2 separate regions of the Mus musculus genome follow, and region 2 is linked to region 1. The links are chromatin contacts, called in public Hi-C maps. All regions are on one chromosome and are shown on one strand. Each heading gives the region's core, a stretch centred on a gene start, on an enhancer-like site or on the middle of the called end of the contact. The rest is flanking DNA. Distances are from core to core; before and after follow the strand shown. Region 1 overlaps Sntg1 (syntrophin, gamma 1). Region 2 holds the start of Sntg1 (syntrophin, gamma 1).

Region 1 (5,775 bases), core at 1,837-4,336:
GTGAACACTTTTCTAGGTGGAAATTGTGCCATGAAGCTGGTATGTGTTTTCTACAAGAGTTTCTACACCTTCACTTTCTCTATTACAGTACTCTGAAGTGCTCTCAGTTGGCTCCCTTTCCCTTAACTAAACGTTTCTTGTAAGGAGCAGATTTTCTAAGAGTATCTTTAGGACAATTTGATTCTGGCTATGAAGAAAGAAATTATTTCAAGATTAGCGTCCTACTCTTTTTAAAAAAAAAGTTTCTCACGTACACAAAAACAGGGTTCATGAGTAAGGTATCCTTCTGATTGCTGCCAAGAAACATAAAGTCACATTCTCATAAGGTATTGGCACGGAAACACAGGAGAGATAGAATTACAGTCTTCAATTCTCAGCTTTAGTAGGACACCACAAATTAACAAAGTTTGGCAAGAAAACAGAACATCGCTTTGACTCAAACCATGTGGCTTGGTCAGGGTTATGGATACTCAGCCTATTTGTGTTTTTACAGGCACATCTTAATTTTCCTCTGTATGCATTAGCACAACAGTTTAAATCAGCTTCATCAATAGCCTCACCCCCAGAATATTTAAAAAGCAACACAAATATAAGGCAATTGGCTATAACATCTTGGCCTGTCTTAGTTTGAAGAAAGATACAATATATTTACTAAGATATTTCTGGGGCCAAAAGCAAAATCTGCAGTTACTCTGGCTGAAAGGGACATTAGCTTTAAGAAAGAGTTGTGATTTCATAAGTTCATAAGATTTGCACATTTTGCCTAATTCCTGAATTCAAACTTCTTATTTTCCTCAATGATTTCACAAATATTATGAAATAACTGAGGGCATGAGAAGGAACAGAGGCAAAGGAATGGCTGACCACAAGGTTTTTGTTTTCAAAAATGGAATGATTTATATTATACTATCAACATTAAACAATGTGACGTGTGTGTGTGTGTGTGTGTGTGTAAATATGTGTGGGTTCATGTGCAAGTGTAGATTCATGTGTATAAATGCAAAAATGGAATGATCTATTATAATACCACAAACATCAAACAATATGACACTAGTAGGGTTATGTGTCTGTGTAAATGTACATGCGTTTGACACTAGTAGGGTTATGTGTCTGTGTAAATGTACATGCGTTCATGTGCAGATGTATACATATGTATAGATGAAACATGGAATAATCTATTATAATACTGCCAACATTAAACAATGTGACACTAGTAGGTTTGTGTCTCTATGCAAACGCTTGTATATTCACGTACAATTGTAGATTCATGTGTATAGATGTAAAAATGGAACCATCTATTATAATACTATCAACATTAAACAACATGACACTAGTAGGTGGGTATAACTGTGTATGTGTACTTCTATTCATGTGTAGGTGTAGATGCATGTGTACAGATGCTCTAGAGCAACTTCAGCTGTAACTCATCAGTTCTTTGCAGAGCATCCACTTGTCTGATGCTTGCCAAATGCTCTATACATCCTGGCCAGTAAGTGTCAGTGATTTGATTGTTTCTGTCCCCCTGTGCTGATTAAAAATATAGGGTACTATGCTTTTTCTCACATGTTCTGGGTATAAATCCAGGTCCTTGCTTTTGCACAAAAAGAATTTTGTAGTCTAAGCTTTGCACTTCTTCTTGGTTTTTTTATTTTCAAACTTTATTAGAATATTTTTCTAGATTATCAAGAAAGGATAAACTATTTCAATGTATGCTACATCTACTCCTGTGCAGTCTGCTTGGTAGGCCTAAAAGCCTGGAAGCAGTCACGAGGCAAAGAATTTCATGGAAACAGCCTCCTGGAACCTTGGCATTCCAATAGCCTGTATACCCAAACTCTGTCCCCGTGTTAGTCTGGTGTATGGATCCATATGCTCTCTTTCAGTATTGTTTTATTATAAACGCTTTAAAGGATTGATTTTGACATATATCTAAGCCTTCACCACTGTTCCAATGTCCTAGGCAGTCCTTGAAGCCGCCCCTGAGCTTGGCATTCAGTAAGAATGTTACCTATTCAGTAACATTCAAATTCACTCTTAGTAGAGACAGTGAAACTAATTAGGCATTACAAAGAACAGAGCTTGAAAAGCCCAGGGCTATTCTGCGTAGTAATTACTTAGGACAATAGCCGAGTCACACCCAAACACAGAAATACACAATGGCCTAGGAAATAGGTGGGTTGTAGCATGGTTAGTAAAAGGGATTCCCCTGGTCCACAGTTTTTTCACTAGGCCCAGAGGAATAGCATAATCAGGTATTTACTAAAGGACCCCTGGTTGTAGGTTTAACAATAGACTAGCATTGCATCAGAACATTCACCTGGCTCCTGTGTTTAGCTGATCTTTTTAATTAAGGGTTGTTCTTATTCTCAGTAGTAAACTCGGCCTGGCTCCTGCTATCTTTTTATGTATGCATTCTTTTTGTTCTGTGTCAATGTAACTTGGCAGATGTGTTCGCCTGGATTTCTTGTTTTTCTTCTGTATTAAAAGTCTGGTGTTCGTTTGGACAAAATACATTCAGATTCAGCATTCTCTTGTGCCTGCGTCTGCCTGTCAATTCTTGCCTACCCTTGTTCACCTGCAACCAGAAACCCATTCTCCACAGGTAGAAGACCCAATAGAAGTTAGTCTGTGGCAAATGTAATGGTAGCAAAGACATGATGACCAGAAAACCACATGGGAAATGAAGGAGAATAAAGAAGGGTATGAGAAACACAGGTCAAGAGAGAAGCTGTTTCTAGTGACAGAGACCTTGTCATGCTGCACAGGTTCTTGCAACCCATAAGGACAGCCACTCACTAGTCTTGTGCCTACAGAGCACTACAGGAAACTTTCAGTCTCTATGTTATCACCTTTTATTTGGATCTTTTCATTCACACATTCTCTGCCACAGTCCTAGGGTCACTGAAGACAAATCAAATTCATTTATTTGAAATTCATCAGCTTGCTTGTTGAGGGTGCTCTTAATTATGCATACTATTTTTATGCAAGATTTTGTATCATGTTTATTTAAAGCAGTTGCTTTTGGCACTGGACTGTGAGTATTTTCTTGTAGGTCACGTCTGCCTGGGCTTTCATGCTGACAAGATTTTTCTCTTGTATTTCAGAACAGCTTTACCAGGAAGCAGAAGGAAACTTGTTCTTGGAATGGCACTAAGCAGATGAAGCAAAGTTAAATGCCACTGAATAAACCTACAAATGCTGAAAGACTTGCTGGTTAGATATTTATTCCTTAAATCAGTACTTACATTGTGCTTTGTGAGGTTTGAAATGTTAGATGCTATTGCTTGGAGCCAATCCATGCAGTCTTCAGCAGAGAGGCACTGAAGAATTCCACTGCAGACTCCATCCACAGCAACAACTTGGAAAGCGTTCTGCCTAAAAGAGCATAAGAACAGAACAGATGAAACACTGTGTTAGTTAGCCATTTATAGCTTGGTCCTTAAGACAATAAAGCAAACAACTTCCAGATTCTAGTCCAATTACCTCCTTTATAAATATATCCATTTTAAAGTGAATCAACAAAAAGACTAGGATAATATCTATTTACAAATAATGAGATGACATTCTTATATTCAGCTAAATATGGACAACCTTTGAGATATAAAGCAAAGCATGTGCTATGGAACAACATCAGCTTAGGGGACATTCTTTTCTCTTTGACCAAACATTCCCAGTTTATAATTCTGTCTCAGATCTTGACATTTGTAAGTTTTTTTTTTAACAGTACAAGAATTGGAAACACAAGTGTTAAGCACTAAATGGTAAAACTCATGTTAATTTCTTGATCATTGAATATAGGATTAATGGGCAGAAAACATGAAACCACAACATGAATTGGAGTCACCAAGGCCCTGACCAGGAGAATTACTCTGTTGAGTTATTTGTGGCACTTTAGAAAATCCACAATTCATACTTAAATCCACCAATCATGGAGTGATAGACAACTTCCTTAGCTAGGCATTTGAAATGTGACAGAAACTGCATGCGTTCACATATTCTTTCCAAACACACAGCTTTCCTGGCTCTATCAGTTCTACAAGTGGGCATTTGAGGATGTTAGATATTATGCATTTCCTGAAAGAAAGGTAAACCCAGGGAGCACACATCTAGCTCAGAGTCATGTGTGGGTCTCTGTCCATTTATTTTCTCTCTAGGCTAAATCCAGTCTCTAAAGGAAATACCTGGCACCAGCTTTGGCAGCCAAAGTACTGTGCATTCAATTTGTGTAGAGAAACTAATTATCACACCTGACACTTCATGCCAGAGAAAGGAATGTACTCAAACATGTACTGCTTATTTCCTGTTAAAAAAAGTATGTTTGCTTAAAATAAAATAATTTAAAACTGTTTATGATAAAAATGTGCTTCATGAAAAATGTATATTCCTGATTCACCCACACATAGAACTTAATTTTTATAGTTTTGGTTGTGAGCTTAGCCTTTAATGGATGAACCATCCCTCTACACTAGAGCTTTCACTCCGATACTCAAGAGTGACTGTGACACTTAAAATATCCTGAAGTTGGATTCGGGGGAAGGTTCAGCAGTTAAAAGCAAAGGCTCCTCTTCTAGACAACCTAGGTTGAACACCCACAAGTAAGCTCACAACCATCTGTAAACTATAGTCCCTCTTCTGGCTTCCAAGGGAACCAAGTATCCATGTGCTACACAGACATACATGCATGGTAAACACACACACACACACACACACACACACACACACACACACACACACACACACATATATATATATATATATATATATATATATATATATATATATATATATTTTTTTTTTTTTTTTTAAAGTCCAGGCAGAAGCACAGCTATCTATGGAATAGGAGGACACATTTGATAGCAATTCACATTTTCCACTCTGTTTCTTACAGTCATTTCTTCAAAAGCTACAAAAAGAGAATGACAGCTAGATATTTTTATCTATGCATTCAATTCAATTCTTAAATCTATGTAATACCTTATATAGTCTCAGATAGAATAAACCTAGGAGACTAGTTTTATACACCCAGATCTGCATATTAATACAAAATAGTTTTTATACTCTGGGTAATGCATTAAAATAGATACATTTCTAATCATTGAAGTTAATTATTCTTAATTTTCTTCATAATTGATTCTGTGTCATAACTATGCTTACTTTTCGAGGTTTGGAATAGAAATGCGATAGTGACTTCTATGCATTAGAACCAAGAGCTTCAGAGACAAAAAAAAAAAAAAAAAAAAAAAACCAAACAAACAAAAAACCAGTTATTGTGACTTGATTAACACATATTTAAATAGGAACATGGGTATAGAGAGGCAGATAAAATTGAGGAAGGCTCCTGCACTTTACAGGCAATGAAAAGTTGGCATAGATCCATGGCAAGTGTTTGTGTGGCTATCATGTATAAATAAGCATTGTGGTTAGGCCTACTATAACATGAGGGAAATAATGTGACTTGGAGACTCTTCTTGGGTGCACACATGAATGAATGGCATTCAATAGGTTCATAATTAAGAATACTTAATTACAGACAAGAAAATTGCTCCTGAGTCCTCAACCTACACAGTAGAAAGGCTATGATGGGAAAGCCCAGGGAAACCAAAAATCTCACATAGAAATCAGAAATCCAAAAACAAACCTGAGGGGGCCTGAAAAACAAGACATATTTTGGGAAACACAGGTTTCTTGACCTGTGACAATAAGGGATCATCAATAAGAATTCATAAATCATTCTACACATGTGTAGCTCATCCCTAGGTCATGGATTATCCATGT
Region 2 (6,555 bases), core at 81-2,580, 720 kb after region 1:
GTTGGGTCTCCCAGGCAGCCACGCAGCTGGGAGACGCTGTCCATCCCTTCCGGTGCTGAAGCGAGGGGAACCAGGACCCCTTAGTCTACTCCAGACCCTATACTCCTGCTAAGGCCTCTTCCAGACTTCTAGCTTTGCCGTTTCTCCGCCGTGTTTCATTTCTTGGGGATTAATGGTCTCTCCATCTTGATACCCTTATGTGTATACGCTGGCAACGTTTCCGGAGAGGCAGAAATCCGTGGGAAACAAATGCTGAGCCTCTTCTAAGTTCACAGCGGCTCTGAGTAGGTTTCCTAATGGTAGAAATGAAAAAAGAACGCACGAACACGGGCGCGCGCACAAGCGCGCACAGGGACGGGGGACAGAGAGAAAGAGACAGGGGAGAGAAGGGGGAGGAGGAGAGAAGCTGAGCACTGTGGAGACTGTAGAGGTGCTTTTGGGAAGCTCGTGGGTCCTTAATTACATAAGATGAGAAGGGCTATTTTGGAGGTCCCCCTGCGATCTTGCTTCCTAACCAGGGCGCGGACACGTTCACATTTTCGGAGCTCTAGATGGAATTCCGAGATGACAGAGTAAGGATGCTCAGTTCCCAGATACACAGACAGACTCTTGTCAGAAAATGCAGAAACCGTGAAAGGGCCAGGAAAAGGCTAGGGATACCTTTGTTTCCGAGAGGCTGTATCGCCGCGAAGAGCTTAGCCGTGGCCGGGAGCCCCAGACAGGGACAGCAGGGACAGGGAGGTTGGGTTCCAGCTCCCGCCCTCCCACCGCCTACAGCCCGGGTTCCCGCAGGGGCGGGGGCGTGTCGCCGCACAAAAGACTGGATGAGGGTAGTGGATCAGGTAGGCAGGGCTGTTATCCCTAAAAGGCTCCAGCAAGGCCTAGGCACCGGACCGAGACGTCCCCCGGGTTACTTAGCTCCGCGGTCAGGCTTCTGGTGGCTTCCAGTAGAGAAGCTTGCGGTGGAATTGGACGCGGGTTCGAGAAGGTGGCCCTGTAGGAGGCCGCCGAGGTTCCGCCGCCCACACAAGGCAACTGGTGCAGGCACGAATGGAGTGAGATGGGGGAACTGAAATACACAGAGTGAGAATGGGGCAATCTGCTTAACACGGCGTCTTTGCGGAGCTCTGAGTGACTGTGGTAAGGCTGAAGAGCGCCCCACAAACGCCAACCTGGGTAAGCGCCCAGCTCCAGCTGAAGAACTTGTGCAGCGCAGACTTGTGCACCCGGAGTTTGTTCCGACCGAGGGGGGCGTGCAGGCTTAGCGCAGGGACAACGCGTGGGCACGCAGTGCTGCTGGGTGCTCGCTCCTATCCACCTCCGGCTGCACTGGGAAAGTCGTGGAGTGATTGCACGAGCGTCTCCCGCTGGGTTTCCGCGCCCCTATGGCCGGAGCTGCGGCGCCCGCATTTTACGCAGTTCACTGGGCTGTAGGGTGGATGCGGGAGGCGACAGCACCGCCAAAGGCCTGGCGACTGCCCTGGGGGAAACTAAGGAGTTCTGGAGAAGTGCACTGAGCATCCTTCCTCCAGCACGAACCCTCCTTTCCCTGGTCTGGGGCCATTCCTTGCATTAGCTGCACCCCCTGGCTCGCGCTAGAAGAGGCCCCCAGTAAGTGTCGCCCTCGTTTCGGGATGCTTTGTGGAGCTACCCCTCACAGAAAAAGCTCAAGGGACCAGGCTCGCATCCACTTTCTCCACATCTGAATTTTGGAGTCCAAAGGTTGCCTAGTTGATGATGCGCTTCAGCACTCTGAGATAACACTACATAAGATGCAATTTAGCACTAGGAGCTAATTTTAAAAGAGCTGCTTTGTTTTCCGGTTCCTGGAGAAATAAATTCTCCAGTATTATTGTAAATTACGTTTCCCACTTCGTTCTACCAATGCAAACATGTGTTTCTGTTATCCATGCAAACAAATACGTCTTTCTCCAAATAAGTTAAAGTAGTTGCCCTATTTTTGGTTAGAGAATGAAAATGGCTTGTTTAAAGGCTGTGTTTGCCTGTTGTGGCCAACCCCTGAAAATAAATGGGTTTTCTTTGCTGTTTTGCATGCTTGTTTCAATTGATTCACGTAATTGTTTGAATCATTTTCTTTGTACATGTAGAAACATGAATCATACAGGAAATTAGCACAGCAAATAAAAGCCTTTAAGTGAAGCACCGAGATGTTGCTAATTGAAAACATATGCGCTTCATTATCCAACCACAGGGAGAGATTTCCCTTTGTAGAGCACAGATTCATGCTAATAACAGAGCCTCCCTCTCCATCCTCCCCTCCTCCCTCTCTCCTGCCACCCTCTCTTGCCACCAAGAAAAAAGAAAGGGTTGATTAATTTGAACTGTCAGACTAGCTGATTATGACAGTTTGATGTCTTTTTTTGTGAAGAAACAAACCTGTAGCACATTCCTCCTAGTCAACCTGTTCAAAGCATTGTGGGACAAAGATGATGAAGTGTATCACCGGATGCTACAAATGTATATAAATGAAGTGTAAATAAATAAAGTATAAATAAAACAGGGACAGATAGTCTGAGGTGAACTGAAGAGCTATTTTAAGTAAATTTTCTGTTGGATAAGATTTGTCCAAAAAATCATTTAAATCACTTTTATTCTTAAAGGTTACTTTTATTTTCTAAATGTTCTTATATAGAATGTATAAATAGAATACAGAAGGTAAGTTAGCACAACAACCTATGAAAAACAGGCAGTGACCAGAGTCCTCAACTGACCTAGTCAACACTCAATATAAAAAATTAGGTAGTGTTCAATTTAAAGTTTCAGTGCCTTCAGTTGAATTCTACTCTGTTTCTTTTTATTGTATCAAATACAACTAAAAATACCTATAGGCAAGTATGTCTGAAATGAAACAACTATCTTGATGTGTTCTGAGGACTTCCTAACGAAGTGGTGCTAGGGGGCACAGTCTTTGCTCATTTTCTGTGTAAGAACTGGTCGGGGGGGGGTGACTTTAATCAGCTCAGCTATTCTTTGTTGAAGATATTCTTTGTTGAGGCTTCATGTGTGCTTGGGGCTTCATGTGTGCTTGTGCTTGTAGCACTGAGCACAATTGGTTTCAGATAAAGGCAGATGCCTCACATTGACTAAGTACAAAACTCAGTCCAGTTTGCTTCTTGTTTGTGGATAGAATGGAGCAGAAGAAAAGTAGTCACCTAAACAGCCACTAGCAACATCCATGAGATCCCATCCCACACCACTTTGTTTTTATGTTTTCTCTTAAGTGATTCTGATGGCTGACTCACTTGAGAAAGAATTTTCTTTTCTGCCACTTAGAAAAGTTGCTTAAACTGTTTAGTTTGTTTCTTCATTTAGTTTTATTGTTGTTGGTGTATGGTGAGTAAGTTAACTAAAAGCCTCGTGTGAACTGAGACACTCCAGACAAGAAAGCTGACTTGACCAATATCACCCACTGAAGCCTCAGGTAAGGAGATCCACACATCAAACCTGCTAGCACCCGCCTCTAAGACTGCAGGGGAACTGACCTGCACAGGTACTCTTCCACCTCCAAATTCCCCCTCATTTCATCCTATAAAACTCCAAGACCCCCAACACCACACACACACACACACACACACACACACACACACACACACTACCACATGCCCCCTCCCTACTTCCAAAGAGAGCCTCCATCTCTTAAGTGTTTTGGACTAGATGAACAATTCTGCTTCTGGCTATCACTATCTGCCATCTTATATTTCCATGACACCTCCATCATACCTGATCTAATAGGATGTATTCGTGTGTGTGTGTGTGTGTGTGTGTGTGTGTGTGTGTGTGTGTGTGTGCAAGTACACATTTACATGTGTGTGCAAGAGTGTGTGCAGAGACCAAAAATAGACATGCAGCCCTTCTGTATCGCTCTCATCATATTTTGAGACTTCCACTGAGCCTGGACCTTACCTATTCAAATAGATTGGTTGGCCCATGTGCACCAGGGATCCTCCTGTCTCTGCCTTCCTGGTGGTGGGATTAAGGTACATATTGCAATGCCTATCTTTTTATGTAGATATATGCAGATAGATTTTTGTCCTTGGGCTTGTATGATGGGCACTTTACTGATGGAGCAGTTTTGTCAACTGTGTTCTTTATTCTAAAATGGAAATAATGACACCTAGTTCACAGAATTAGCATACTGCATATGCTACATGGATCCAGGTCATGAACTAGCCCCCAATAGGACATTTTGCACCTTTAGTGTGTGGCGCTCTTCCTGAACAGACATGAGCAAATATCTGCTCACCCCAAACAAGAAACTGAGGATAAACTAAAGCATAACACCCAAGTCCAAATAGATAGGCCAACTAGTTTTATCAGGGTTCATTGCAGGAATGTGTATAAAGAGTTACTTTTAGTAGCAGAAATTATGAAAAACACCTACCATGAAAACACTGAGTGACAGCTCACAAAAGCTGAAAACAGAATGTATTGCACAGCGTGTAAGCATGTCAACAGGTTGGAGAGGGATTTCTCCACACACACCAGTTAGTCTGAGCCCCTTTCAGGCAGCTCGGGTGATCCCAGCTGTTTCTAGGCAGCTTAGGTGATCTGCCTCTTCCAGATGGCTTGTCTTGTCCTAAAGTCTTCTAGACTGAGATGTTTGTATGACAGTATCTCTTAATAATCGTGATTGTTTACAAAAGCTTGAACACTGAGATGCCCAGTATATTTTGTCACATCCAGGACTTCTTGATGGCTTTGGGTTGTTTACCACTTGAGCTTCCCCAAAGGAAAGCATAACACCTCTCTTTAAAACATCCTGAATCTTTAAAGATCATCCATGCATGTTACAAGGTGTTCCCCCTCTCTAGATAACACTGTGTTCTGAGAATGTTCCCTCCAAGAGGAAACATTTCATATACGAGGAAACTTTGGTAGAGTAGCATTTCTCCACACCTCTTTGGCAGGAATTCTTTACCCATGCACATCTTGGGTTCCTTAGCACCAAGCACAAATGGTAGAAATGTCATTGACTTTAGACTGACTATTGAACTATGGAAATGTCTTTAAAACATATAAACCTTAATCATCATGGAAATGCAAATCAAAACAACCCTGAAATTCCACCTCACACCAGTCAGAATGGCTAAGATCAAAAACTCAGGTAGCAGATGCTGGCGAGGATGTGGAGAAAGAGGAACACTCCTCCATTGTTGGTGGGATTGCAAGCTTCTGGAAATCAGTCTGGCAGTTCCTCAGAAAATTGGACATAGTACTACCAGAGGATCCTGCAATACCTCTCCTGGGCATATATCCAGAAGATGTCCCAACCGGTAAGAAGGACACATGCTCCACTATGTTCATAGCAGCCTTATTTATAATAGTCAGAAGCTGGAAAGAACCCAGATACCCCTCAACAGAGGAATGGATACAAAAAAATGTGGTACATTTACACAATGGAGTACTACTCAGCTATTAAAAGGAATGAATTTATGAAATTCCTAGGCAAATGGATTGACCTGGAGGGCATCATCCTGAGTGAGGTAACACAATCACAAAATAACTCAAATGATATATACTCACTGATAAGTGGATATTAGCCCAGAAACTTAGTATACCCGAGATATAAGATACAATTTGCAAAACACATGAAACTGAAGAAGAATGAAGACCAAAGTGTGGACACTTTGCCCCTTCTTAGAATTGGGAACAATCACCGATGGAAGGATTTACAGAGACAAAGTTTGGAACTGAGACAAAAGGATGGACCATCTAGAGACTGCCATATCCAGGGATCCATCCCATAATTAGCCTCCAAACGATGACACCATTGCATACACTAGCAAGCGTTGGCTGAAAGGACCCTGATATAGCTGTCTCTCGTGAGACTAGGCCAGGGCCTAGCAAACACATAAGTGGATGCTCACAATCAGCTATTGGATTGAGCACAGGGCCTCCAATGGAGGAGCTAGAGAACGTATCCAAGGAGCTAAAGAGATCTGCAACCCTGTAGGTGCAACAACATTATGAACTAACCAGTACCCCGGAGCTCTTGACTCTAGCTGCATATGTATCAAAAGATGGCCTAGTAGGCCGTCACTGGAAAGAGAGGCCCATTGGACACGCAAATTTTATATGCCCCAGTACAGGGGAATGCCAGGGCCAAAAAGTGGGAATGGGTGGTTAGGGGAGTTGGGGGTAGGGTATGGGGGACTTTTGGGATAGCATTGGAAATGTAATTGAGGAAATACGTAATAAAAAAAAATATTTAAAAAAGGAAAAAAAAACATATAAACCATAAATTCCTAACAATAAAAATTTTAAAACCTACTTAAAGGATATATTACCAAATTAACTAAGCTTCACTAAATATTTATTAAATGATTTATAGCATTTATATTTGATAACCAATCATTTGCTATCAAAAGTTCCTTTCTTAAGAAAAAATGTTCCTATTTTTCTGTATGTATACATGTACATGTATACATATGTGTGTCTATGCATGGATGTATATGAATGTGTATGTCAATACATATAAACAAAAATAAATGAATAGCACATGGATATTTAGGGATATGCTTCTAGGTAACTTCC

Evidence for each region. A called contact is a pair of places that touch in the nucleus more often than the background predicts.
Region 2: a Hi-C map of cortical neurons shows a contact between it and region 1, with 2.0 times the contacts expected there. The contact joins the promoter of Sntg1 here to the enhancer-like site in region 1. A contact is called at or near these places in 4 of 39 promoter capture datasets (cranial neural crest, hippocampal neurons, liver and 1 more), 1 of 484 Hi-C or Micro-C datasets (cortical neurons) and 2 of 115 datasets of contacts at active chromatin or transcription factors (SST interneurons and embryonic stem cells).

What each region holds. Positions count from the first base shown.
Region 1 is chr1:8,579,960-8,585,734 of GRCm38.p6, forward strand. It overlaps Sntg1 (syntrophin, gamma 1), which reads right to left. Exons shown (of 20, transcript NM_001290393.1): 13 at 3,246-3,375. Among named protein-coding and RNA genes, the nearest start is that of Gm39589, 460 kb to the left of the region's middle. Within about 2 kb of position 3,087, at least 15 of the 459 cell types and tissues checked have an H3K27ac peak or open chromatin away from gene starts, as enhancers often do. A contact at or near this core is called in cortical neurons and embryonic stem cells, where this site is marked.
Region 2 is chr1:9,298,547-9,305,101 of GRCm38.p6, forward strand. Sntg1 (syntrophin, gamma 1) reads right to left here and starts at 1,331. Exons shown (of 20, transcript NM_001290393.1): 1 at 1-1,331.